Regions from separate parts of the Mus musculus genome. Here all the other regions are linked to region 6. Evidence: chromatin contacts called from public HiCAR-type, HiChIP or PLAC-seq and promoter capture Hi-C data. All regions are on one chromosome and are shown on one strand. The core of a region is the stretch at or near the end of the contact, and the rest is flanking DNA. Distances in the headings are between cores, read along the strand shown. Region 1 holds the start of Osm (oncostatin M). Region 2 holds the start of Xbp1 (X-box binding protein 1). Region 3 holds the start of Sec14l2 (SEC14-like lipid binding 2). Region 4 holds the start of Lif (leukemia inhibitory factor). Region 5 holds the start of Ube2d-ps (ubiquitin-conjugating enzyme E2D, pseudogene). Region 6 holds the start of Thoc5 (THO complex 5). Region 7 holds the start of Castor1 (cytosolic arginine sensor for mTORC1 subunit 1).

Region 1 (2,797 bases), core at 203-2,702, 660 kb before region 6:
GAGGGTCTCTTGCCAACATATGGGTTCCGAGAAGCACGACATAACACTCTCCGGCTAGATCTGGGGCTGCTTGGAGCTTCCCTCTGTCTCCTTATCACAGTGAGAGCTTGAGTGTAGGGGTATAGGGACTGTCCCAGGATGACATCACGGATATGAAATGCAGAAGGATCCCTGACCAGGGCCCTAGGGAACAGCACCCTGGAGTGGGCAGAGGTAAGAAATTCAGTAGGAGGAAATGAAGACTTCAGAAGGATCTAGTCTAGACTGTACTGGGGAGTTGCTAACAAGGGGGACACTCTGCTAGGTGCAGAGAATATGTGGATGGGGGCACAGTCGCCTCCTGGATAGGGAGTGGGGGGGTTGTTGAATGAATATATGAGGGCCAACAGCAGGTACAGCCTAAGGATGCTCATTCTAGCTTGGCAGATGTGCTGTGGCTTCCAAGCATGGCCTGTGGATCTGGCTCAGCCTGGGCCTCAGTCCCTCAGTGCGGAGAAGCAGAAGACCCACCCATGATGGATCGCTATCTTTCAGAGAAAGTGAAACCTTGTGTCCAACTGTCGCAGCTCCCCCACCCCTCCCTCCAGCTTCCCCTCTGAGCTCACAGCTTCCCGGTCTCCCCCGCCCCCTCCATCCCATCCCCTGAAAACCAGTACTTGGAATTCAAGCCTAGTCTTTTCTTTTTTCTTCAAAGGCTTTTTTGCCTTTTATGTCCATGTTGGCAGTGACCTTGAGGGGTGAACCAAGGAGTGCTTTTCTCTCTCGCTTTCTCAGGTGGGGCTCAAAGTAGCTGAGTGACTTGCCTCAGACAACACAGCGACACAGCGTGTCACAAGCTTTGAACCCGTTCTCTAATTTCTCTTGCTCCAAGGGTCCTAAAGGACCCTGTCTACAGAGAGAGGATCTGGGATTGGGAAGGCTGGGCGAGGACAGTTAATAGAGACAATGGAAATGAGTTGGGCTAGAAGATGCTGACCTGGGATTAGAGGCACAATCTTTGGGGCCCAAGTCTGGCTCTGTGCCCAGAGCCTGGTGGTTTCCGCTCACAGATGTCCCGACAGCCCAAGCGAGAGGGTGGGAAGGGCACTCAACAAGGAAGATGTCTGGCTCCCTTTAGCCCTAAACCTTCGTGTCCTAGGAGGTTGGTAGTTTCTGGACCAGGGGTGGCCTCCCTTGCAAGTCGTGCTCTGACCCCTGGACTGATCCCTGAAGATGATACGGACCCCCGTGCTGCCCGCTCACCCCAAGAAGGCTGAGGCTGCGGTTTACATCATCCTTGGGCGTGGGGCTGACCTCGAAGAACGAATTCGAAGAAAACGGGAGGAGGAGCGGGCATGTCATGGCGCATGGCGCCCATTGGCCGCCTGGGGAGACTTTGGTTTTTGGGGTCATGTTCCCAGAAGGCCTGCCCTTCCCCCTCCCCCTCCCCACCCACCTCACGAGATGTTGGCCAATCGCCCCGTCGGGCATAAAGTGGCTGCCAGCCTGCAGGACACCCAGCCAAGCTGTGTCACCCCTGAGAGGCACGGGCCAGAGTACCAGGACCCAGTATGCAGACACGGCTTCTAAGAACACTGCTCAGTAAGTACTTCCTTCCTTTCTACCATCCCAGGGCGCAGCTGGGCCAACTGGCTGCTGTAGGCACCCTCTGCCCTTGGGAGCTGTAGATCAAGTGAAGGATGTGGACGAGAGGGAGAACTAGTAGGGCAGGGATCCACTGAGACCCCAGCATAGCCACAGGTGGAAACGTAGTATTTCTGGAAGGTATTCCAGAGGGAGGCGTGAGAGAGACCATGCCGGGGACCAGGGCATGAGGGAAGAGGAGAAAGAGTGAGAAGAGTCTGGAGAAGCCCAAGGCAGGTAGGGGATGAGCAGAGAAGGAAGTTCCAGATCTGCGCGGAAATGGAGCAAGGGGCTCACTTCTTGCTCTGATTCAATTCTCGGGGTCTGGGGCAGATGCAAAGTCAGCCAAGCCAGAGGTCCTTAGATCATCCCGCCACTCATACAGCCACACCCACACGGGGACAGGCAAGCAGAGCCATCTATGTGGGAACAGGTCCTCCCTCTCAGTAAGGTAGGAAGTCTCACCTGCAGACCAGAACCCCCGGTGACCGGGGCAGGTACTGCAGTGCCTCACCTAGGTCTACGGGCACACCCCCACAGGCACTGGTCCATGTGCACCTGTTACAAGCTCGCTGTGGACCCTCACTGGCAGTGTAGCTGCAGACACGGGGGAAGATGGGGAGGGGACTTGTGGTTGGCACGCCTGGGCTACAGGCCCTCCCCAGGGGCGAGGGGGTGGGGTGGGGTGGGGCTGGTTGGTTTGTAGGAAGGGAAGGATGGTGTCGTAGCCTTCCGGGCCATTGCACCACAGGCCCCTTCCGACCACGTGGCTGCCGGTGCCTGTGAGGGTGGGGGCCTGCGAGCTGGAACTATGATCATCTGCCCTCACCCCTACAACCTTCTCCTGGGCTCCCAGCAGTCCTGGTGTGTGCGTGTGTTAGGGGTTCGTGTGTCGGTGGCAGGAAGGGCAGGGCGAGTGCTGAGCATGGGTGACCTGGACAGGCTTTCCTCTCGCATCTTGCTCACCTTTCAGCAGAATGGCCGTCAGCACTGGCTGGCCCAGTGAGTGGAGAGGTGCTTTTTCTGGCTCTGTGAAAAGAGCTTAGGTGACCTGCTGCCCTGGGGCTGCACCTCAGGACAGACCCCTGGTCAACTCTATTCTGCCTACAGGGAATGTTAAGGTCTATAAAGTAGTCAGGAACTTAACCTGTCAGTCTTAGGACAGAGCTAACCC
Region 2 (2,842 bases), core at 153-2,652, 630 kb after region 6:
ATCCAGTAGCAGATGGAGACAGATGCAGAGACCCACAGCTAAGCATTGAGTTGAGCTGGGAGTCTTGTGGAAGAGATGGGAATAGAACTGAGCAGTGGAAGGGGGTCAAGGATGCCCCAAGGAGACATACAGAGTCAACTAACCTGGGACCATGGGGGCTCACAGAGCCTGGGCCACTGACAAGGAAACCTACAGGAGCTGAACTTATCCCCCCCACCCCCATCTGTAGCAAACGTGCAGCCTGGTCTGTATGTGGGTCCCCTAACAAGTGGAGTGGAGCTATCTTGGTCTCTGTTCCCTGCCATTGGATCCCCTCCGCCTCCCTGGACTGCCTGGTTGGGCCTCAATGGGAGATGTTGTACCTAGTCCTGCTGAGACTAGATGTCCCAGGGTAGGGTGGTATCAAAGAGGTATTCTCTAAGGAGAAGGGGAGGGAGCAATGGGGGGGGGGGATTTGTAAGGGTGGGACTAGGAAGAGGGGGCTATGATTGGGATATAAAGTGAATAAAAAATAAATTATTGGAAATAGGAAAAGGAAAAAAAATACTAATGTAGGGGTGGCTGTGTAGGTGAAAAACGCCCAGCACCCAGGTGAAAGGTTGGCAAGGCTGAGCCTGATCGTAACCCCAGTGGCAGAGAGCAGAGACAAGCAGACCATGGAGGTGTAATGGCCAGCCAGCATAGCCTCAGGGGCAAGCTTCAAGTGCACTGACTCTTATAAGGCGGAAAGCAATAGAAGAGTACACTCTCCCCCACCCCATCCCATCCCCTGAAACCTATTTCCACCCCCTCCTCACTCCCATTCCCTAATGAAAGGAATACTAAAGTCTGGAGGTATATATAGCTCAGTGGTATCTCTAGTTCCACAGTAAAGGGGAATAGTGGAGTGCTAGAGCATTAGGTTCTGGGGTCTGGCTCCAGCACAGCAAAACAAAGACAACAGTGATAAAAGCTCATACCAGAAGAGATCAGAAATAAGAAGAAAAACGAAACCACATGTATTCTCACTATGCAGACTTTATTTACTAATCCCTTACTACATGCTAGCCAAGGCTCTAGTGTTTTCTTTTAAAGTTATTAATTTATATCAATTAATTTATATGAAATAGGGTTTGATCTATAGCCCCAGCTGGCCTAGCTAGACCTCCCTATGTAGCCCAGGCTGCTCTCAAACTGGCAATAAAGTGCTGAGATTACAAGTGAGTACTACCCTGCTACATTTAGTTTTGCAATCATCTCATTTTCTAAAGACTCATTTTGTGAAAATTTCCCAGGTGTGTGTGTGTGTCCGCTAACCCTAAGCCGGATATGCCACCAGTTCAATTTTCTGCTGTACTGGGAAGTGGGGGGGGGGGGGGGACGGGACGGGGGACGTAGCGCCGGACATTAAAATGGGGTCGGGCTAGGGTAAAACCGTGAGACTCGGTCTGGAAATCTGGCCTGAGAGGACAGCCTGGCAATCCTCAGCCGGGGTGGGGACGTCTGCCGAAGATCCTTGGACTCCAGCAACCAGTGGTCGCCACCGTCCATCCACCCTAAGGCCCAGTTTGCACGGCGGAGAACAGCTGTGCAGCCACGCTGGACACTCACCCCGCCCGAGTTGAGCCCGCCCCCGGGACTACAGGACCAATAAGTGATGAATATACCCGCGCGTCACGGAGCACCGGCCAATCGCGGACGGCCACGACCCTAGAAAGGCTGGGCGCGGCAGGAGGCCACGGGGCGGTGGCGGCGCTGGCGTAGACGTTTCCTGGCTATGGTGGTGGTGGCAGCGGCGCCGAGCGCGGCCACGGCGGCCCCCAAAGTGCTACTCTTATCTGGCCAGCCCGCCTCCGGCGGCCGGGCGCTGCCGCTCATGGTACCCGGTCCGCGGGCAGCAGGGTCGGAGGCGAGCGGGACACCGCAGGCTCGCAAGCGGCAGCGGCTCACGCACCTGAGCCCGGAGGAGAAAGCGCTGCGGAGGTGGGCCCGGCGGGCAAGGCTGGGGCGCGGGGCGGCAGGACTGGGATTGGGACTCTCTCGTGTGTGCCAGCTGGTGGGCTCCGTACGGTGGGTTAGATTCACCTCTAGTGTCTAACCTGGGAAGCGGAGCTGAGGGGGATGCCCCTCCGAAGGTCTGCGTCGGGGGTGTGTGCAGGAGCTCCCGACACAGGCACAGAAGAAGGTGCCCGACGCCCAGTCCTCTGTAAATGCTCGCTCTTTGTGGTCGTAGGGTAGGAACCGCTCCAGCTGTCATTGCAGCCACTTGGGAACCCCACCCTGGGAACCGAGTCCACAGCGTCCGGCATCCCGAGAGTTTGGCTTGGGGAGGGACAGTTGGTAGCGTCCCCGCCGCCTTCACGGATATCGCTCTAGCAAGGAGCCTGTGGGACGGAATTGGACCCAGAAAGTAGCGGGGGAGGAGGGAAGAAGCATATGACGCAACGGGAATGTATCAGCCCGGTGGTAAAATGAGATCCGGGTGGACAGCCGCACGGGAGAGAATCAAGCAAGTCTTCAAGGCCTGTGGATAGAAAGCAGCGTGTGTATGCGTGTGCGTGTGCGTTTTGATAGGAGCTTTAAGCGTGTTTACTTGCTAAGCCTTATTCTGTAAAGTCAACGAAAGCACCAGCTGGCCACGTCTACAAATGAAGACACATGAAAGCTGGAGATGACTCAGTTATGTTCCCTGTCTCCTCCCCAAGGAAACTGAAAAACAGAGTAGCAGCGCAGACTGCTCGAGATAGAAAGAAAGCCCGGATGAGCGAGCTGGAGCAGCAAGTGGTGGATTTGGAAGAAGAGGTAAAGGGACTTCAGGCCATGCTTTCATCCCATCCATATCAGGGCCCATCCTAAACTGCTT
Region 3 (2,712 bases), core at 190-2,689, 780 kb before region 6:
AATGACTTTGTTCAAAAATGATAGTGGAGCTAGTTTGAAAGACTACAAAAGAAGCCAAGGGAGGGGGGTGGACAACCATGATGGAGCAGACAGCTCCTGCAGGTGGCCACAAAAGGGAAACATACTAGGAAAGCCACCAAGGGAGGTGGACAGTGACCCAGGATAGCCACCCCTATCCCTGATCTCTCACTACCCAGTAGTAAACAGGCAGCCCCAAGCCTCCTACAACAGCAGAGACCTTTATCTGGTTACTGACCTGTAGGACACCTCCAGAGAGGACCAATGAGGACTGGCCACCTCTGCCCTTTGCCTTAGGTCAGCTAGGTCTAATCAGACCCTCCCATCCCCCAAAAGCAGCTCCCAGAGTTAGGACAATGGTCATCTAAACAACAAGCAGAAGGCCACCCTTCACCAAGGACCTCACCTAGCCCCTGGCTTAATCCCCACCAAACCTATGCCCAACAGACTTAGCCTGCACGTCAGCAGCAAACCTGGCATGGGAAAAAAGTCACACACAGCAGCCACATCTGCTGCCACACTCTGGAATAAATAAGAAACTGCACAACTGGGAACACTGGGGCTGGACCCCATCAATTCTGATCCCGTGCAACTGAGGAGATAAAGTCTTTTGGCCAGAAGTGCCAGCTCCCGAACTTGAATGGAGTAGATAAGTCCCTGTCTGCCCAGGTGCCAAGGCAAAGCCTGGTCAGGTCCTTTCCTTTTGAGTGGCATCACTAAGTTCAGGCAAGGGTCTGGGTTGCCAGGGTGGGGAGAGCTCTTCTCTCCGAAAGGATTCCAACCTAGTGAATCCCGGACATCTTAGACTTCACACACAAGAGGTGCCCGACAGACAACTCCTCTAATTTCATCGAAGAGCACAGCACACAGGACAGGGTTTGGCCCAAGGTCGCACAGTGACTTAGTGCCTTGAAAGAGCTAGGGGGAGTTTGCCAAGGAACTGTCAGGGACCCTTCCATATGCCACTGCCCCAAAAGAGAAAAACCTCCCGGAAATGGGAGGAAACCTGGGGCCCTGCCCCTGTCCCACGGCCCTGCTACCAGTCCCTGCCAGCCCGGAGGATGAATGTTGCCTTTGTGCCCTCAGCTGCCTCCCAAGGCTTCCAAGCAACCACTTCTTCCCAAGGGGGCACCTCTGGGGCTGCTCATGCTGAAGATCGCGATGACCAAACTTCCCGAGGTCCTCACCCTGAAGGAGAAGCGGTCCGCTGGGCACTAGCCAAGCGGGGGCGATCAGTCGCCCGCCCGCGAGGACAGTCCCTTACAGCCGCTTTTCAGCCAGGAGCGAGGGCCACAGACAGACCAAGAGCAAGCTCACCTTGGCCAGTGCCTCCTCCTGTTTGGGGCTCAGGTCACCGACTCTGCCGCTCATCGTGGCTCAGCCTTGGGGCGCGGTGCCTGCGGCAGCTGATGGAGCTCCGACTCGTTTGCCGCCGCCGCAGCCGCTGGAGTAAAGTCCCAGTCTTTGGCCGAGGCCCCGGGGCTGGCGGCCAAGACCCGCCTCTTAAAGGAGCCCGAGGGGCGGGGCGAGACGCGCAGAGGCCCTGGATTGGAGCCAGAATGCTTGCTCATACACCTGAGGAGCTACTTGGGTCTGGATCCTCATCCTAACCAAGAGGAAGCTGGAAAGCTCTAGCAAACGACGTCTTCTAAGGTGCGACTCCACAAGGCTGGACCGGGCTGCTCTCATAGCTTTCCTTACCCCAAAATGTTGACAGCTCTCTGGTGCCCACTGAAAAGGGATGCCCCTTAAGCGTCTTTCTGCCTGTAGGAACTGTGGTGTTCACTCTGCCATCTGCTTATGGTCACTACTACCAGCTCTGCTTGGGAGTGAGAGTTGACCCCCAGGGTTGCCGATGTAACTCAGTGGCAGAAGGCTTGCCACTGAGTTACGCGCACGACCTTAAGTCGGATTCCCAGCACTGCATGGTCATAGTGGCACATTCCAACACATACCTGAGATCCCAGCATTGGAGAAGCAGAAGTTCTGATCACCCTTAGCTTATTTATTGGGCTTGAGGCAAGCCCAGAATACAAACAAATAAACCAAATGGAGTGGACAGCCTTTTCCCTCTACCTGCAGAGCAGGCATGGTAAAGACCATGGCATCTAGCTGAAGAGAAAGGAAGACCAGCCTCCCCACTAAGACCCAGGTCTCTGCGTCTGATCTTCCCTGCTCTCTGGGAGCCACACCTGAAGCTCTCACATCTCAGTTGGCATGCTCTGCTTCCTCTGTGGAAGTGAGGAGGCTCAGGTTTGAGGGCCCGTGTCCCACGGGTGTCTACGGGGTCCTTTGCCTCACTGCACTGTTGCTTCTTCTCTAACCGAGGGTGATCATGGGCAGGAGGCTAATGGAAGTTAATGTACACAATTCTCAGGTTTGACTTCTTGTGGCCACCTCCTTGCTGTCCATTGCTGGCTGCCTAGCCAGATCTTGGCCGTAGGCTAGACAGAGAGGAAACCACACTGGAAGCCAGAGCCCACAGCAGCCCTGCTGTGCTTATCTGCTTCCCAGCTCTGGCCAAGAGCCTGCGGACTCCCCGCTAGTGACAAGTTTGACTAGTGAGTGGGTGGACTCTGACAGCTGTAGCCTAGCAGCCTCTTGTCCAGCCTATACCATCAGACTGCCTCCCGCCCCCCAGTTACTACTTCTGGCTCACACAATAGAGTTCATAGCCTTCTCCTGCTAGAGCCC
Region 4 (2,700 bases), core at 49-2,548, 640 kb before region 6:
GCTGTCCTGGAACTCACTCTGTAGACCAGGCTGGCCTTGAACACAGAGATCCACCTACCTGCCTCTGCTTCCTGAGTGCTGGGATTAAAGGTGTGCGCCACCGCCCAGCCCCAGTTTTAAAATGACTTTATGTGTGCAGTGTTTCACCTGGTCCTGGTGTCCTGGGCCCTACAGAGGTTAAAGGGGAGTACTGTTCACCAAGACATTTCTGCACTCCACCCCTTCATCCCAACTTTAGCGTGATTATTTTTCTCTTCAGTGAGAGACGAAGACCTTACAGGTGAAAAGATTGTGACCTCTGCCCTTATCTTACTCATAGGCCAAGCCTCAGTTTTGCCTCTGCACTGTGTGTTGTTGGAGCCCACTTCCCTAAAACAGGGTTTCCTGGGAAAAGTGTAGGACTAATATTGCTCTAGGCAGGTTTGAAAACTGTCAACAGTCCCTCCTTCTCTCCCTCTCTTTATACTTTACTCTCCTCCCCCCTTTCCCTTCCCTCCCTCCCTCCCTTCCTCCCTTCCTCCCTCTCTCCTTCTCTCAGTCCCTTCCTTAATCCCTTCTTGATTGCTTTTTTTTCTTTTTTCTTTTCTGTATCTCTCCTCTCTTAGTCCCTGTCCCCAACCATCTTCTGGCCGTCCATGGCAAGCCTGCCCAGGCAGTCTACAGAACTCCTTGTAGCACCAAGAAAAAGGTCACAGTCCACAGAGAATCAAGAGGCCCTCAGCAGCACAGGCAACAAAGTTCCTTGCTTCCCGGAGTATTCCCAAGGGCAGGGCTTGTCCAGGGAGGGACGAAGGTCCCACAGCAGGTGGGGCCCTGAAGCCTGGGGCTGATTGCAGATCAGAAGGGCCAGGTAGCTCCCCGGGTTATGAGGTGGGGGCTGGGACAGGGGCAGCTATAGGCCTGTGGCTCTTGGGACAGAGACAGAGGATGGTAGCTGTGCACACAGCCTGTGGCAGGTCTGAGTCAAAACACCTAAGGTTGACCCCAGCTGGTCATGAGGAGAGCTGCCCAGTCATTGCCTTATGCTGGCTTGGGTCACCCAGACAGGCTAGGCGCGGCCCAGTCAGCTGTGACTCAGGCCATAGTGGCTTTGCCACGCAGCCCAGGGGCATCAAGTACAGGGACGCCCCCTCCCCACACCCAGCCCTGCTTCTCCTTCTAACAACACCTTTCCCACCACCGTGTCAGGCTCCATCTGTGGTGTGGGTGCTCTACCTCTCTGGTCCTCAGCTTGGGGGTGGGGTGGAAGTGGGGGGAGCCTCAGGCCACCAACTTCAGACGGAAGTCAGGTGGGGGGCAGGGTGAGGAGCCAACGCCAGAGGAGCCTCAGGAGGAGAGGGAAGCAGAGGGGCCCAACAACGATGGTGTCACCCTGAAGACTGGACAACTGTGCAGACTGTGGAGGGCTGCGAGACCACGGTAGGATTCCCTTGAGGGGGCAGGGCGGAGGGGCACTGCTGCACCCCACACTTATCCCCAGGAGGGTAGATGGTCCATCAGTTGCTCCCCTGTGGATCAGGGGCACCTGCTGGCCCACACAACCCTCCAGCATTCGCTCTCCCTGTCTGTAATGGATGCATTGTAAGTCAGGCTTGGAAGTCTCTCTTGGAGGATGGCCAAGCAAAGCTGGAGAGACCAGCTGTGGAAGTGTCCCGTGGGTTAAAGTTCACAGGATGGGTAAAGGGCAGTGGAGAGAGCACATGGATTCCAGGCTTGCATTGTGCCATCGTGGTAGGGTCAGCCTGATTCTAAAGGCAGTCATGATTTCTGCATCCCCAGGGGACTCAAATCCCTTTTCTTTTTCTAGAGTTCTGAGCTTGCAGAGGCCTCATTTACCCTCCGGTAGATGGAGCAGTGGAGGGCCGTCCCTGTCCATTCAAAATGGGCTGCAGCAGTCCACGGGGACCATCATGGGTGCTCTGGGGAACTTGATCAGCCAAGGTCATTACTCCTCTGCCTTTGACCTTGGGCCAGATCGGAGCTTGGCCGGTCTTCGTCCCCCCCGCATCCGAGCTCCAGGACAGTGACAAAGAGAGAAAAACAAAAACCAAGTCTGTGCAAGAGCCCCCTGCGTTGGGTGCTTGGCATCCAAAATTCCAAGAGGCTCTTACCTCTAATTTGTCAGTGTTCCTCCAAACCTGCTAGGGGGCTGACAAAAGGAGGGGACATTGTTCCCAGGATCCTGTCCATGTCATGCCATGCCGGGACAGGACAGTAAGGGGAGCCTGGGACTAGTCTGTACAACCAAGTGGTTTAGTTTGCTTTGATTCTTGCCTCTTGCTGTGTGAATTTGGGCAGTTCATTTTCCTTCTCTGGGTCACCGTGGCCCCCTGCGAAGTTGACAGTCTGATCCCCACCTGGAAGAACTGTCAGGACAAGGTGGGAGCAGGTAGCAGGACCAGGAAAAGGCCACTGCCCCCTCCCCCAGAGCCATGGCAAGGCTGTGCCCCATTGACCACTGAATGTGGTTCTGGCACCTCCTTGTGGCCAGTCTTTTGGGCTACACCTTGCAGATATTAGGACAAAGCTCTGGAAGCCCCCAAGAGGAGCCTTCTTCCCTTGTGTTGGTGAATGGCCTCTGCCCACCCCCATCCTGCACCCCAGACACCCACTCACTTCCTCAAATCCAGTTATCCAGCCCCACCCACCTACTGGTACGGACTGAACAGGCGAGCTGGCGAGCCGACTGTACTTGCTGAT
Region 5 (2,700 bases), core at 141-2,640, 870 kb after region 6:
AGGATAAACTAGGAGAATAGGTGAATGGCATATAGGAATCTGGCTGGGAAACCATTTAAGTGTTCGATTCATTGTTTTTGTTTTGGGCAGGGTTTGTATGCGTATGTGCAGGAACATGACAGAGGCCAGAGTAGAATGCCAGATATATGACAGAGTAAATGCTACTCTTTGTGCCTTACTGCTTTTGGTGCAAGGTCTCTCACTGAACTGGAATCTCACTATCTATGCTAAGGTAGCTCCAGGGATCCTGTCATGCCGGCTACCCAGTGCTGGGGTTAGAGACATGAGTAGCCAACCTCACCTTTTCTGTGGGTACTAATGATCTCAGGGCCCCATGCTTGCACCACAAGCACTCCTATCTACTATCTCCTCAGCTCCTCTAGTTTTAGATTTTCCTTTGGGGATCTTTCTCTCTTTCTTTCTTTCTTTCTTTCTTTCTTTCTTTCTTTCTTTTTTTGGTTTTTCCAGACAGGGTTTCTCTGCATAGCTCTGGCTGTCCTGGAACTCACTTTGTAGACCAGGCTGGCCTTGAACTCAGGAATCCGCCTGTCTCTGACTCCTGAGTGCTGGGATTAAAGGTGTGCGCCACCACGCCCGGCTTTTTTTTTTTTTTTAAGACATGGTCTTACTCTGCAATCCAGGCTGGCCTCAAACTCACTATGTAGCCCAGTCTGGTGTTGGAACACCTTTGGTCCAGAGCAACTGCACTAGCATACCCTATTAGGTTTATCTGTCTGGAAACAATATATATGATTATTTATATAGAGAGTCCAGATTCTTTACTGTATGAGGCACGCTGATATTATGTATTTTGCCATATTCTATTTCATTTCCAAGATGTTGGCTACAATCTATTACACAGATTTTGTGACATACCACTAAGTTCTTTACACTTGGTCTTAAACAGTTCGATGTCTTGGGGAAAGGGAAGCAGAGTTTAGCTTGGGATGTGCACTTTCAGGCTGAGTCTCAATAGCGGCAGTGCATTGAAGCCAACTAAGTACTACTGAAAATGCAGCTCTCCAGACATGTAGATGCATCTGTGCTCAGCACCTACGCGTATTCAGAAATATCTGTAACACTTCTGCCCAGAAAGCATATAAAAGTGAATGTATACTTACAGCGCTGACAACCACTAAGCTCAGGAGTTAAGTGACAGCCTGGGGAGGAGCCCAGGGAGGGGCAGAGAGCATAGCGTGTGGCACCTGCGGTTTCAGGCATGTCCTGGTGCCCAGGCCCCTCGCCTAGCAGAAACCAGAGCCACAGGGCCGTGACCGTGGCCGAGTAACTGACCGTGCGCGACTCCGTGGTCAGACCCAGGACTGCTGCGCGCACTAGCTACCCACAGCGCACCGCGGCGCGCACGCGTAGAGCGCCGTTCCCGGCGTGCAGCGTTGCGGCCCAGGCGGCCGTCTTAGTCTGCCCCGCAGGGCCGGTGGGGCACGAGCAGCGGGAACATGGCTCTAAAACGGATCCAGAAGGTAAGAGTGGCGGAAACGGGGTCCTCCCGCCCGTCCACTCTGCGGGCTGTCGCAGCGAATAGAACCCCGCGGCTGAGGTGCGGCAGGGCGCACTGACACTTGCCCCGCGCGAGTTCCGCCGCGGTCGGCGCAGACTTAGGAGGTGGCTGAGTGCCTCTGGCGGGCGACTCGCGGGGGCGGAGTCATGCGACCGGGTCACGTGCGCGCGCAGCTTTGGGCGGAGTTTAGGGAAGCAGAGGGGTGTCTCCCAGGGTGCCTAGCACGAGAGGCTGAGCTGCGGGAGAATTTCATCCCGTAGGTTTGTATTAGCCCATTAACCTAGAGCCTGGTAATTGCATCTCAGAAAAAGAAGCCACCAATCCACCCTTTACCATTTGTTAACGTTTTAGCCTATCCACTTTTCGTCCTTTTCCTAAAGAAAATTATTTTATATTTCTAAGTTGTTTTTTGTTCCGTTTTGGTTTGGTTTGGTTTGGTTTTTTGAGACACGGCCTCCTGGCAGACCCAGAACTCGCTATGTAGACAAGGCCAGCCTCAAACTCACAGAGATCCTCCTGCCTCTGGTTGCCGAGGGGCGTGCACCACCATACCCTGCATTATACTGTAATTTATGATCCATGTTTTCACATAGTATTAATAGTTGGAATTTTTTTAAAGATTTATTTATTTATTTATTTATTTATTTATTTATTATATGTAAGTACACTGTAGCTGTCCTCAGACACTCCAGAAGAGGGAGTCAGATCTCGTTACGGATGGTTGTGAGCCACCATGTGGTTGCTGGGATTTGAACTCCTGACCTTCGGAAGAGCAGTCGGGTGCTCTTACCCATTGAGCCATCTCACCAACCCTAGTTGGGATTTTCTATACTGCAAAATGGTATTTATAACCTCTTTTTTAAAGGATTTGGGGCCGGGCGTGGTGTTGCATACCTTTTATCCCAGCACTTGGGAGGCAGAGGCAGACGGAGTTCGAGGACAGCCTGATCTACAGAGGACAGCCAAGGCTATACAGAGAAACCCTGTCTCGAAAAACCAAAAAAAAAAAAAAGATTTGCTCACTTATATGTGGGTGTAAGGTGCCCTGTGTAGGTGCCAAGAATCATACTCAGGAGCTCTGGAAGAGCAGTTCATGCCCTTAACCACTGAGCCATCTCTCCAGCCCTATGACCCTAACTTTTAGCATTAGCATGATTCTTTCCACCAAGTGGATCCAGGTT
Region 6 (2,700 bases), core at 170-2,669:
TAATGTGGTTAAAACTTGAATTTGTGCTTCAGCTCTTCTGTACTTCTTCCTTCCTACAGGCAAAAACACAGGCTGAGACCTATAGTTCCATCAAATTCTTTCTTTCCCTTCTTGACATTGTCCCCCAAACCCTCATTTTGCAGAAACACTAGGTCTGTGGAGTAGGTTGTGATTCTGGGGTCTCTTCAATGACCCCGGTACCTCATGAACCCCTGCTTAGCATGGTTGTGCTACCATCCAGGAGAATGTTGATGGAACCAAATTAAATATTTACTGTACGTTGTGGTGTTGTCTTCATCTACAAGGAATCTCAGTAGTTGTCTAAGGCAGGGCAGCTTCCAGTTGGCTGAGGGTTACACTGGCTTTGATCTCTTAGGGAGACCGTCTTCATCTTCGTCCCAGAGCAAGAAAAGGAGCTGTTTCGGCGCCACAAGGTATTCAATGTTCATGTTTGCAGACAACCAGAATTTACTCCAGAAATGCCAGGCATAGGAAACATCTGAAGCTTACAGGTACTGCACTAGAGTCTTGGGGGAAAATAAAAAATCAAAACAAAACAAAACAGTGAAGCAGGAAGCAGGTGTAATATAGGATTATGCCCCTGCCTCAGTTCCTTTCTGGGTGTAGTGACTCCGATAGTATCAAGAAGTTAGAGTGGGGGGGGGGGGCGGTGGTGGCACACGCCTTTAATCCCATCACTTGGGAGGCAGAGGCAGGCAGATTTCTGAGTTGGAGGCCAGCCTGGTCTACAAAGTGAGTTCCAGGACAGCCAGGGCTATACGGAGAAACCCTGTCTCAAAAAACAAAAACAAGGGCTGGTGAGATGGCTCAGTGGGTAAGAGCACCCGACTGCTCTTCTGAAGGTCCAGAGTTCAAATCCCAGCAACCACATGGTGGCTCACAACCATCCGTAAAGAGATCTGACTCCCTCTTCTGGAGTGTCTGAAGACAGCTACAATGTACTTACATATAATAAATAAATAAATCTAAAAAAAACAAAACAAAAATTTAAAGAAGAGTCAGGCATGGTGACACCTGCCTAAGTCCAGCGAGTCCAATGCAGGCGGATCGTAGTGACCAGCCTGATCTATATAGCGTTCAAGACCCGCAAGTGTGCTATGTAGTGAGGCCCTGAACAAAGTCAGAAGACAAAATCCACTCCTGTTCAAATGATAGCACAGCGACACTTGTGCTTTCTTGAGATACCACAAACTCACTCGAGTGAGTCGGCGGAGGGCCCACTAATTCACACTCCGGTGAAGGGGCACGAAGCACAGACTTGGACATTATCGCCCCAGTTTCCCAACTTAATAGAACTAGACTCGCCCCTTCCTTGCTTCCCAAGCTGCATCTGGCCTTCGTGTCTCACTTCCGGCCTGTGGCTCTCTTCTTCCGCTTCTCTATGGTCGCGAGCCGGAAGTGGCTACCCGGCTGGAAGGCGTGAGGAGCATTCTGGTGAGCGAGGGTAGAGGGCTGCTGGCTGGGGCTGCAGGTCCTCGCTGGGCGATCCGGGCTTGATGTGCAGACGGCACGGAGCGTGTCCGCGGGCTGGGGTCCTCACCTGTCGGGGTCCCCCAGGCTCGTGGCGGTTTTCTAGGAACTAACCGGAGCAGCATCCTCTGTCCCCATTGTAGTCTCCCGAGAGTGCTGCTGCTGGTGGTGACCCTCGTCGATGGTCCTCTTGGGCGTGTGGCAAACGCTCCTGGGTGGCGGTTGGCTTTCCCGGGTTTTCCGTGCCACCCTTGTGGGTTTTGTCAGATGAGTCCGCCACTCGTTTACCTGTCACCGGCAGCCTCCTGCGGTCCTCTGAGAGAGGCGTTACCATCGTCGCGCCGCACCAGACTCCAAGGAGTCGCAGAAAAGAGCTTTTATTGCTGGAGCAGAAAGGCTGAGAGCGCGAAGTGCGGACGTTACAAGGGCAAAGAAGCTTGGCTTGGCTTTTCTTTATGTTGTCCGCTCTATTTCCTAGCTAGCTGGCTGGACTTAGTGTATTTGCTTCATTAAATATTTTGCTTATCTTAATTTCTAAGAAAAGGAAAACAAGAATTTTTTTTCTTAAGTTATACTGCAAAGGGCTCGGGCAGTAAGAAGAGGTGCCACCTGCTCCGTTTTAATGAAGATTTTAAATGCAGTCACTATAGTCCTGTCTGTCTGGCAGCTTCTGTAGTCCAGGTTGGCTTCACATTGGTAAAGATCCCTCTGCCTCAGTCACTCAAGCTCTGTGATTCCTGATATTTACCACTATCCTGTCTCACAGCCCATCCGCCCCTCCCCCCTTTTTTCTTGGAGACGAGATTTTATTATGTAGCCCAAACTGACTTTTGAACACATTATATAGCAAAAGCTGATCTGGAACATCTCGTCAGCCAGCTCTCAGTCTGACCTGTTCTCATTGCAGGCATGTCCCGCCACACAGTTTTATGCAGTCCAGGAGATCAAACACAGGCGTTTGAGTATGCTAGGCCAGCACTCTACCAGCTGAGTAATATTCCCAACTTCACAGTCACTTTTTAAACCTATAGTTACTTTGGTAGAAGAAAACTTGGGTCTGGTCTGCATGCCATAAATAGGAAATGGCTTCCACTTGTCTTATGATATTGATATAACTGCATAGTATACATAGTATGATGAAAACATTTATTAATAAATTCTGTCTTGGTTTCCTTGTCTAAGATTCTGAGAGAGAATCCATTTCTTTTT
Region 7 (2,789 bases), core at 75-2,574, 680 kb before region 6:
CAAGGGCCCTTTGGAGCATGCCCCATCCTGCCGTGAAATCAACCTGTGCTTGCTCGTTTCTGCTCAGCCTTGGGGTTTTCTTAAACCTTGATCACTGGGGTGTCTGCCAGTGCTTAGGGGCCTTCTTGGATCTGTAGCTAATTTAGATGTGTTCAGGCCAGTTGAGTTCTGCAAATGATGAGACGCTTTAAGAAAACTTCAACAGGGAGGTCTCTGGTTTGATACCCAGGGAACCTCAAATACTATGGCCTGTCCCCTCAGTGTCTGAGCCCTGGGCATTCTCACTTCAGGTACTTAGGGTTGTCCCTGGAATAAGATTCAGAATCTAGGGGTAAGGGCTGGAGAGATGGCTCAGCAGTTAAGAGCACTGACTGCTCTTCCGAAGGTCCCGAGTTCAAATCCCAGCAACCACGTGGTTCACAACCATCCGAAATGAGATCTGATACCCTCTTCTGGTGTGCCTGAAGACACAGTATACTTACATATAATAAATAAAATTTAAAAAAAGATTCAGAGTCCATAGTATGTTGCTTAGACAGGAGAGGAGGACCCTTTTTCGGTTCCTCCCCTCAGTGGGGAGCATTCTATTTCAGAAGTTGTTTGACTAAAAACTGCCACACCGGCCAGGTTTTGCTGGTCGAAACAACAACAAGATAGGGTTGCAGTACTATCAAACCAACCTTGGGCACCCCATTCTTAGGGATCTTTAGTCCTTACTGTCCTTGTCAGCTCTGCAGTCCCTGCCCCCTACCCCCGGCAATAAAAGGAAGATAGGCTCCAACTCAGCTGTTCCGCGGGTCTCCAGCCTAACCTCCCCACTCCGGAGATTTATGGACAGCTCTGGCCCCAACAGAGCTCCAGCCCGGCTTCCAGCCTTCCTACAGTCCAGACAGGGTTTTTCTGTGTAGTTCTAGCTGTCCTGGAAGTCACTCTGTAGACTAGTCTGGCCTCGAACTCACAGAGATCTGCCTGCCTCTGCCTCCCTAGTGCTGGGATTAAAGATACACACTTACCACCGCCAGGCTCTGCGTTTTAGTGGCTTTAACCATAAAGCCCACGTGCGAGCCTGGAGGATAGACAGGGAGGGGACCAGGAGCTTCCAGCACGTTCCCAAACCCAACACAGCGGGCGTCCAGCGGAAAGGGCGTGTCTGGGGCGTGTCCTTGAAGGACTCAGATGGGTGAGGGCTAGAAGAGTGGCTTTGGCAGAGTTTGAAGGCAGCCCGCAGCGCCCGGTAGGCAGGGCTCAGGAGGAGGCGTGGCCACTTCACAGTGGCTGTGGGGCGTGGCCGCCGAAGTGTGGATCCCTGGCTGGGCGGACCGGTAGCGGGCGGTGCTTCTTTAAGCCCGGCGCCACCGCATCGCCTCCTGCCTAGGTCTCGCTGGCGGCCAGGCCGGGGCTGCCGTATCTGCGATGGAACTTCACATCCTAGAGCACCGGGTGCGAGTACTGAGCATTGCCCGTCCGGGCCTCTGGCTCTACACCCACCCGCTCATCAAGCTGCTCTTCCTGCCCTGTCGCAGTCGGTGCGCACCCGGGTTCACGAGCGCAGGTCGGGCGGGTGGAGGCTCCTCTGCCCCTCTGGGCCAGGGGCGGAGGACTAGAGTCGCCGCGAAGCAGCGGGTACCGGGTGGGGACGCTAGCCACTCTGGCCATCATCCAGCCTGGGCCTTACCCTTTCTGCGACGCCGCCTATCCGGCCCGGAGGGCCCCGCTCCCAGGGCTTGTCAAGGTGCAAACTGCCTGGAGTAGGCAGTGTAGTGGGGGCATGTGTTCCTTGGCAGGCTGTAGCCCCTTTCTAGTCTCCTCACGTTAACTTTTGAGAGTTGTCCAGGGGGACCCAAAGCCTTCCACTTCTGTGGAATGGAGGGGAGATCCCAAATATGGGATCTAGACTCATTGATCCAAGGAAGAGAGTGAGGCCCGAGTGCGGGTCCGGAAGGCTCCTGGTGGGGGGTCCTTTAGTGCTGCTGGAGCAGACTTCATTTGCTGTCTCCATTCCATTCACTCTAGGCTGAAAGTCTTCCCACCCCTTCCCTCCTCCTAGGTGCAAGTTCTTCAGCCTGACTGAGACTCCGGAAGATTACACTCTCATGGTGGATGAGGAGGGCTTTAAAGGTCGGAACTGGTTCCTTGTTTGCCTCTAAGCAGTATTCTTACTAAGTTTAGGGATCCAGCTTCCCAGAGAGCTTAGACCCCAAAGGAATATAGGTCCGGGTTCAAACCTTCCATCACTCACTGAAGTACTGTGTGGGATGGAGTCGTGACCGTTTGACAAAATTTGTGAGAGTTTTATAAACGTAAAACCCACACGGAGCTGAATATGAGTCCCAGGCCAGCACAGGTGGCCATGGTGTCTCACAGTTTTAGGGGAAAATAAAGGGGTTCCTGCAGCTGTTTTACCCTGAACATTATTTCTTCTTGGACTTGTCTCCCCAGTGGAAAGCAGCCCCTCCCTTACTGGCTTGGGAAGCCTAGGCGGCTGAGAGTTAGGGAAGGAATGCAGGGGCAGGCAGCAAGCCCAGAGCAGGGTCCAGGGCCTCCTGGCTGAGTCTGAGTGAACAACAGCTACCCTGGCCCTTGTCCCTGTTCAGGACTGGGACCGGGGAAATGACTTCTGGCTTCCATGTCTGCCTGCTTGCCCCATCCTCTAAGGCCTGGAGTCTCAAGCTAGCCACCTAGAGTTTGGCTGAGCCTCCCTCCCTAAGGACTTAGATTCCCTGTTCTGTAGGGAAATCTGTCTGCAAGGGAGCTTTCCCATCAGTTGGTCACTGGGTGCCCTCTGGTGG

The links. Promoter capture Hi-C pulls out the DNA fragments that hold promoters and counts their contacts. HiChIP or PLAC-seq counts read pairs in DNA pulled down with a chosen protein or histone mark. HiCAR-type assays count read pairs that join an accessible place to other places.
Region 1: a promoter capture Hi-C map of stem cell-derived epiblast-like cells shows a contact between it and region 6, with 3 times the contacts expected there. The contact joins the promoter of Osm here to the promoter of Thoc5 in region 6. A contact is called at or near these places in 5 of 39 promoter capture datasets (the 3T3-L1 cell line, embryonic stem cells, hippocampal neurons and 2 more), 9 of 115 datasets of contacts at active chromatin or transcription factors (the 230-238 cell line, T-cell acute lymphoblastic leukemia, bone marrow-derived macrophages and 4 more) and 2 of 9 other capture datasets (embryonic stem cells and pancreatic islet).
Region 2: a HiCAR-type map of astrocytes shows a contact between it and region 6, with 2.4 times the contacts expected there. The contact joins the promoter of Xbp1 here to the promoter of Thoc5 in region 6. A contact is called at or near these places in 4 of 39 promoter capture datasets (the SN4741 cell line, liver and pre-B cells) and 1 of 115 datasets of contacts at active chromatin or transcription factors (astrocytes).
Region 3: a contact with region 6 is called in a promoter capture Hi-C map of liver, with 4 times the contacts expected there. The contact joins the promoter of Sec14l2 here to the promoter of Thoc5 in region 6. A contact is called at or near these places in 17 of 39 promoter capture datasets (the 3T3-L1 cell line, 3T3-L1-derived adipocytes, the HPC-7 cell line and 10 more), 1 of 484 Hi-C or Micro-C datasets (rod photoreceptor), 9 of 115 datasets of contacts at active chromatin or transcription factors (astrocytes, bone marrow-derived macrophages, embryonic forebrain and 5 more) and 1 of 9 other capture datasets (macrophages).
Region 4: a RAD21 HiChIP or PLAC-seq map of pro-B cells shows a contact between it and region 6, with 10 times the contacts expected there. The contact joins the promoter of Lif here to the promoter of Thoc5 in region 6. A contact is called at or near these places in 8 of 39 promoter capture datasets (the 3T3-L1 cell line, 3T3-L1-derived adipocytes, the C10 cell line and 5 more), 3 of 15 datasets of contacts at CTCF or cohesin (embryonic stem cells, large pre-B cells and pro-B cells), 3 of 484 Hi-C or Micro-C datasets (embryonic stem cells and pro-B cells), 8 of 115 datasets of contacts at active chromatin or transcription factors (embryonic forebrain, embryonic hindbrain, embryonic stem cells and 3 more) and 1 of 9 other capture datasets (macrophages).
Region 5: a promoter capture Hi-C map of liver shows a contact between it and region 6, with 2.9 times the contacts expected there. The contact joins the promoter of Ube2d-ps here to the promoter of Thoc5 in region 6. A contact is called at or near these places in 2 of 39 promoter capture datasets (liver and pre-B cells) and 1 of 115 datasets of contacts at active chromatin or transcription factors (bone marrow-derived macrophages).
Region 7: an H3K4me3 HiChIP or PLAC-seq map of bone marrow-derived macrophages shows a contact between it and region 6, with 6 times the contacts expected there. The contact joins the promoter of Castor1 here to the promoter of Thoc5 in region 6. A contact is called at or near these places in 5 of 39 promoter capture datasets (the C10 cell line, cranial neural crest, embryonic stem cells and 1 more), 9 of 115 datasets of contacts at active chromatin or transcription factors (T-cell acute lymphoblastic leukemia, bone marrow-derived macrophages, embryonic forebrain and 5 more) and 4 of 9 other capture datasets (embryonic stem cells, liver, macrophages and 1 more).

What each region holds. Positions count from the first base shown.
Region 1 is chr11:4,235,333-4,238,129 of GRCm38.p6, forward strand. It overlaps Osm (oncostatin M), which reads left to right and starts at 1,453. Exons shown (of 3, transcript NM_001013365.2): 1 at 1,453-1,581. The coding sequence starts at 1,551.
Region 2 is chr11:5,519,239-5,522,080 of GRCm38.p6, forward strand. It overlaps Xbp1 (X-box binding protein 1), which reads left to right and starts at 1,403. Exons shown (of 6, transcript NM_001271730.1): 1 at 1,403-1,962; 2 at 2,685-2,781. The coding sequence starts at 1,757.
Region 3 is chr11:4,117,290-4,120,001 of GRCm38.p6, forward strand. It overlaps Sec14l2 (SEC14-like lipid binding 2), which reads right to left and starts at 1,440. Exons shown (of 12, transcript NM_144520.2): 1 at 1,336-1,440. The coding sequence starts at 1,389. Gm51934 (a long non-coding RNA gene) reads left to right here and starts at 1,060. Exons shown (of 3, transcript XR_003949841.1): 1 at 1,060-1,671.
Region 4 is chr11:4,256,270-4,258,969 of GRCm38.p6, forward strand. It overlaps Lif (leukemia inhibitory factor), which reads left to right and starts at 1,299. Exons shown (of 4, transcript NM_008501.2): 1 at 1,299-1,419.
Region 5 is chr11:5,760,760-5,763,459 of GRCm38.p6, forward strand. It overlaps Ube2d-ps (ubiquitin-conjugating enzyme E2D, pseudogene), which reads left to right and starts at 1,391. Exons shown (of 7, transcript NR_015577.1): 1 at 1,391-1,481. It also overlaps a transcript of Urgcp not described here.
Region 6 is chr11:4,893,924-4,896,623 of GRCm38.p6, forward strand. It overlaps Thoc5 (THO complex 5), which reads left to right and starts at 1,420. Exons shown (of 20, transcript NM_172438.3): 1 at 1,420-1,455. Nipsnap1 (nipsnap homolog 1) reads left to right here. Exons shown (of 10, transcript NM_008698.3): 10 at 1-278.
Region 7 is chr11:4,216,901-4,219,689 of GRCm38.p6, forward strand. It overlaps Castor1 (cytosolic arginine sensor for mTORC1 subunit 1), which reads left to right and starts at 1,325. Exons shown (of 9, transcript NM_028022.2): 1 at 1,325-1,526; 2 at 2,048-2,118. The coding sequence starts at 1,414.